Linked DNA regions of Capra hircus: region 2 is linked to region 1. A link is a contact called in public Hi-C data. All regions are on one chromosome and are shown on one strand. The core of a region is the stretch at or near the end of the contact, and the rest is flanking DNA. Distances in the headings are between cores, read along the strand shown. Region 1 overlaps VANGL2 (vang-like protein 2). Region 2 has its middle 19 kb from the start of SLAMF6.

Region 1 (2,928 bases), core at 293-2,792:
AGGACAAGGACAAGACTCTGGTCTTTGCATTCTCAGAGCATGGCAAAGGATGGGGCAGGGGAGAAGAGGACAAAATCTAGTAGTAAATGGGTTAACTTCACACAGGGATGTTTACATTTGTTGGTTTATTTTTAACCTTAGAAAGAATTTTCTGTGCTAAGCATTTTGGCCAAAGTCACAGAGAAGCTTGGGTCTGGGTAGAGCTGAGAGAAAGCCCCTCATCTCTCAACAATAATTCCAGGGCTTGATTACAAGTACAGTGTCAACTGAACATTCCCATTTTTTAAATAAATGACTCCTGCTGGAATATTCTTTTGTACAGTATCTGAAAGATTAGAGAGATACTGGTAGAAATAAGGCAATCCTTAGAAACATGAGATACACTTCAGAAATGTGTCTTAGTAGCATGTGAGAGGTTGTCACTATTGAATGAAATCATCAACTGTTCTCTGAAATTCCCATGAATCTACCCAGAAAGGAATCTTTCCCTCCTCCTTATCTTGACAACCACCCCAGAGAACAGCTAAGTGGTCACGTTCCCAAGTGTTTCTCTTCTCAGAATCAGAGTTCAGAATAAGCAGCTTTCTTTTTCATTCACCCTGAGAAGGGTGGAGCAGTGACAAGCTCACACTGCCCCCTCCTGGCCCTCCCACTCCCTAGCAAGGAGCATACCTTCACTCCTTCCTCACCTTCTCAGGCTCTTTCCACTCCTGTTTAAAAAATAAAAAAAGAGAGAAGAGGAAAAAAAAACAACAGAATGCCCCCACAAAAGTCAAATGCCTTTATTTTATATAAAAAAAAATTTGTACAGTTTTAATTCCTATGTTTAAGAAAAAAAAAAAACCCTAAAATTGCCATAATGTTTAGATCCACTGCAAACTGTAAAAACAAGCTTTTTATATATTAAAAAAAAAAAGAATTTACATTTTACAACTTTCTACATGCATGCACAAGGTCTCAGCTCTGTAACCCAAAAAAAGGGGGGGAAAAAAATCTAGATCCAACAGTGGAAAATTCTACATTTACAATCTCACTTGGAAGGAACTCAAAAAGCCCCCTTCCTTGCACACACAAAAGAACAAATCACAACAATCACACACCAGGACCAACTCCATCAGCAGATGCTGCCCCGTGGGGAAGGCAGAGGAAAGAGAAGACAGACTGACAGACACCACAGAGGGGCAAAGGGAGCTCATCCAGGCCCAGGAGAGGAGAGAAGCTTCGACTCTGGGAAACAGCTGTTTCAGATGAGAAGGGATCCCAATGTCTCATCACAGGTATTGCAATAGGGATGGCAACAGGACTGAAGTGGGGAGGGGAAGTGAAAAGGAAAGGGCTGAGATGAGGGGGGTGCGGTGGGAAGGGAAAAGGAGAGGCGAGAGGGAAATAAACAGGAACAGAAATAGCACGAAGAGGAGTGTCAGAGACAGGGACCAATGGGGACAGCGGCAGAGTGGCGAGGTAGGTGCAGGACTGAGGCACAGCATCCTGGTGTGGAGGGGAGGACCACCGGCCTTCCCAGGTGGTGGAAAGGAAGGCCTGGGAGGCGTGGCGGGGATGACCTAAGACGCCATGGGGCCGCAGGAAAGAGCACTGGAGAGATGCAGCCACAGCGTCCGCGATGACAGTATGTGGGGTGGGGGTGGCAATGGGTGGGCACACCCCCACGAGGGAAGGATGAGAAAATCCAGCCTGTGATGGGACAGACAAGAGTAGGGGACACTGGTCAGAGGGACCGAGGCAGCTACAAACCCTACCTCAGTTCACAGTATGGAGACAACTTCCTATACAGGAGAAGCAAAAGACAAACACAGCCATACACGTGACAGTTCATCCTGACATTTTAAAAAATAACAATAACAGTAATCAAAGAAGACAAAGATACCACAGTTCTGACGCCAAGGACCAAAACACTACCAGTCTTCAGTCACAGCCCTTAGTGCTTAGAGAGAGTGTTGGGGGGGGGGGGGGGGCGGGAGTGGGGAATGTCTTTTTGTTTTAGTTAAAAGGAATGAAAAAATCACAGTGATTAAAAAACATGGCAGGTTCTTAAAATAAACACTCCCCCACCCCCTCATCTAGGGCAGCAACTATGATCACAAATACTTTCCCTCTCCCCACCCAACTCTTCCCCAAACCACACCACATCCCACTCCTGCCCACAACGGCAGTGACCCCAGTCACCATCCAGGCCCCGTTTTCCAGGATAGTGAGGTATTTAGAAATGTGACCCAGAAGGGATTCCTCTGAAACCACGTCTTTGAAGAGAAGAAAAAAAAATACCTTCCCAGGACCTCCAGGACAGGATGGGTATCACTCGGGCTTACCCTCAAACTCACAGCCCCAGCCCAAGGCTGCCTTCCAGGCCCTGCCCAAGTCAGCCGTGTAACCCACCCATGTGCAGACAAGATAAGCTCTGGCTGAAGAGCCCTTCTCGAGGAAGTAGTGTGTGGACAGATGTGCTTTTCCAGAAAGGACGGCAGGACAAACAATCCCCAGGCTCCATCGTGCCCAGGGTTGCCAATACAGAGAGGAAGCCTCCCCGGTAAGAGATCAATGGGGGTCTTATCCCAGGGTGCCCTCTGCAAGGCAAGAACAAATGAGTTTTCCAGGGGAGAGATGGGCCTACAAAGGGGCATTGTGAGTTACTCTGAGGACGGGCTCAAGGGACTGCTCCAGCCGGGCCACGAGGACACTCCCCGACCTGGGCGCTGGCTGGAGGTATGTGAGTACTCCTTAGTTCTATCCCCCTTGGCTAAAACTACATCATTTAGGGATGTCTGATTTCAAGGCTCAGATTTACAGTGAAATTAAGTATTACAAGGCCAGCAACTTTTGCTCAAAATGAGAGTGAACCTCTCAAGAATTCAAATTGGGTGCAAAGACTACGGCAGCTAAATGGGGTGAGGGGCTAAGTACCCAACAAAG
Region 2 (2,928 bases), core at 134-2,633, 130 kb before region 1:
TTAAGTCTGAATTTGGCAATAAGGAATTCATGATCTGAGCCACAGTCAGCTCCTGGTCTTGTTTTTCCTCACTGATAGAGCTTCTCCATCTATGGCTGCAAAGAATATAATCAATCTGATTTTGGTGTTGACCATCTGGTGATGTCCATCTGTAGAGTCTTCTCTTGTGTTGTTGGAAGAGGGTGTTTGCTATGACCAGTGCCTTCTCTTGGGAAAACTCTATTAGTCTTTGCTCTGCTTCATTCCGTACTCCAAGGCCAAATTTGCCTGTTACATCGGGTGTTTCTTGCCTTCCTATGTTTGCATTCCAGTCCCCTGTAATAAAAAGGACATCTTTTGGGGGGTATTAGTTCTAAAAGGTCTTGTAGGTCTTCATAGAACCATTCAACTTCAGCTTCTTCAGCATTACTGGTTGTGGCATAGACTTGGATTACTGTGATATTGAATGGTTTGCCTTGGAAATGAACAGAGATCATTCTGTCATTTTTTAGATTGCATCTAAGAACTGCATTTCAGACCCTTTTGTTGACCATGATGGCTACTCCATTTCTTCTAAGGGATTCCTGCCCGCAGTAGTAGGTATAATGGTTCTCTGAGTTAAATTCACCCTTTCCAGTCCATCTTAGTTAGCTGATTCCTATATTGTCGATGTTCACTCTTGCCATCTTCTGTTTGACCACTTCCAATTTGCCTTGATTCATGGACCTAACATTCCAGGTTCCTATGCAATATTGCTCTTTACAGCATCGGACCTTGCTTCTATCACCAGTCACGTCCACAACTGGGTTTTGTTTTTGCTTTGGCTCCATCCCTTCATTCTTTCTGGAGTTATTTCTCCACTGATCTCCAGTAGCATATTGGGCACCTACTGACCTGGGGAGTTCCTCTTTCAGTATCCTATCCTTTTACCTTTTCATACTGTTCATGGGGTTCTCAAGGCAAGAATACTGAAGTGGTTTGCCAGTCCCTTCTCCAGTGGACCACATTCTGTCAGACCTCTCCACCATGACCCGCCTGTCTTGGGTGGCCCCACAGGACATGGCTTAGTTTCACTGAATTAGACAAGGCTCTGGTCCATGTGATTAGATTGACTAGTTTTCTGTGATTATGGTTTCAGTGTGTCTGCCCTCTGATGCCCTCTCGCAACACTTACCATCTTACTTGGGTTTCTCTTACCTTGGACGTGGGGTATCTCTTCACAGCTGCTCCAGCAAAGTGCAACCACTGCTCCTTACCTTGAACGAGGGGTATCTCCTCACTGCTGCCCCTCCTGACCTTGAACGTGGAGTAGCTCCTCTCAGCCCTCCTGCGCCCGCACAGCCACCGTTCCTTGGACATGGGGTTGCTCTTCTCCACCACTGCCCCTGACCTCGGGTGTGGGGAAGTTCCTCCTGACTGCCGCCCCTGACCTCAGACATGGGGTCATTGCCTAGGAGAGCTTAATAAACATTTGTTGAACTGAGTTCAGATTGGGACCCATATATCAAGAGTAGGAAAGAAGTCCTGGAAACCACTTTCAGAGCCTGTTTCTAGGGAACTAGAGATTAGGATTGTCTGGATCACCCACAGTGCCACTTTTTTTGATGAGGAGACTAGGTGTGGTTCCCTCAGAACTATGGGTGAAGGGCCTCAGGATGTTTTGTAAAACTTAAGTGACTTGCTAAAAGGTGATATGTGAAATAGCAAATGGAAGCTTCTAGATATGAAACCACTTCCTTTAGTCTAACTTATCAAAGAAGCTTCACATCCTTTGCTCTGAGCAACTCTGCAAATATGCTTGGGCTCCCACAGATAAATCTCTTTATCCTTTTCTTGTTGGGCTGAAATTGAACCACTACCCAGAAGAATTTCAGAGCCCTTGTGAAGGACTCTATAAACAGATACAGATAATCTTGAGAAGATTTTAAAATTTTTCGTGGTGTTTTTCTAGTGCCCTCTGAGATTCTGGTAGATTTCATTTAATTTAATCTAAACATTAGCCTTAATCCTCTCCCTCTGTCTGAAATGCTTTATCACCCACTCCTTACCCTCACTGCCTCTAATAGACAACTTCACTTTGTTAATGCCCACTCATTCCTCAGGGCTCAGCTCAAATGTCCCTTCCTTGGGGAAGTGTTCCTACTCCTCAGACCATGTCTGATGCCTGTTTTTACTCTGATTGTTTTAGATCTCTTTCTACAACAGCAGTTTTTAAATTTTGTCTTTAAATATCTCTCCTTGTGATTATTTGATTAATTTGTCTCTTTCCCCACTAGTCTATGAGCTCCATCAGGAGGCAGATCACGTCTGATTTTGCTCATCACTTGTATCCACAATGTCTGATCCTGCACAAGTTAAAGAGGAAGTCCTCAGTGTATAATATCTTGATTAATTAGTGAAGATGCAACAGTTTGTACAGCCTTTAACTGCCTTACCTTACCTGGAATGTGACAATCCTTTGGCACGTGTCTCAGTGACAAAGCTATTTATTCCTAAATCATATTCCCTTAATAAGTTTCCAGCCTTTGGGTGGATACACAGTAGAAAAATACTGACTACTTCCTCTGCAGAAAGCATGGTTAAGGATTAGAAAACACAGAGAAGAGTTAACCTCAACAATGTAGACTTAAGGCTACTATCCTTTGAAAGGTGTACTTACAAGGTTGACTCTTAGCTAGTGTCTAGGAACTTGGTTTTAGGGAGATTCTACCATTTCCTAAGAGCAATTCACTGAACTTAAACTATTTATACAAACAATTTTCTGTGTGCTGAACACCTGCTTTCCTTTTTGGATTCTGAAATTTTGTACATGCTAGGAAGACAGTGACTACTGATAAACCCCTAGAATCCTGGACTCAGGCAAACTTCTCTAGCAGCAAACATTGTGATGACGCATGTGCTGACGTCACAGGTCACTTGAGGAATTAAGGGCAGCCTATGTGACTCCAC

The links. Hi-C and Micro-C count contacts between places; a contact is called where the count stands out from the background.
Region 2: a Hi-C map of blood shows a contact between it and region 1, with 2.6 times the contacts expected there. The contact joins two enhancer-like sites. A contact is called at or near these places in 3 of 5 Hi-C or Micro-C datasets (all in blood).

What each region holds. Positions count from the first base shown.
Region 1 is chr3:110,661,400-110,664,327 of ARS1.2, reverse strand. It overlaps VANGL2 (vang-like protein 2), which reads right to left. Exons shown (of 8, transcript XM_018046377.1): 8 at 774-2,928. Among named protein-coding and RNA genes, the nearest start is that of VANGL2, 28 kb to the right of the region's middle. Within about 2 kb of position 1,542, at least 1 of the 5 cell types and tissues checked has an H3K27ac peak or open chromatin away from gene starts, as enhancers often do.
Region 2 is chr3:110,791,811-110,794,738 of ARS1.2, reverse strand. No RefSeq gene overlaps it. Among named protein-coding and RNA genes, the nearest start is that of SLAMF6, 19 kb to the right of the region's middle. Within about 2 kb of position 1,383, at least 1 of the 5 cell types and tissues checked has an H3K27ac peak or open chromatin away from gene starts, as enhancers often do.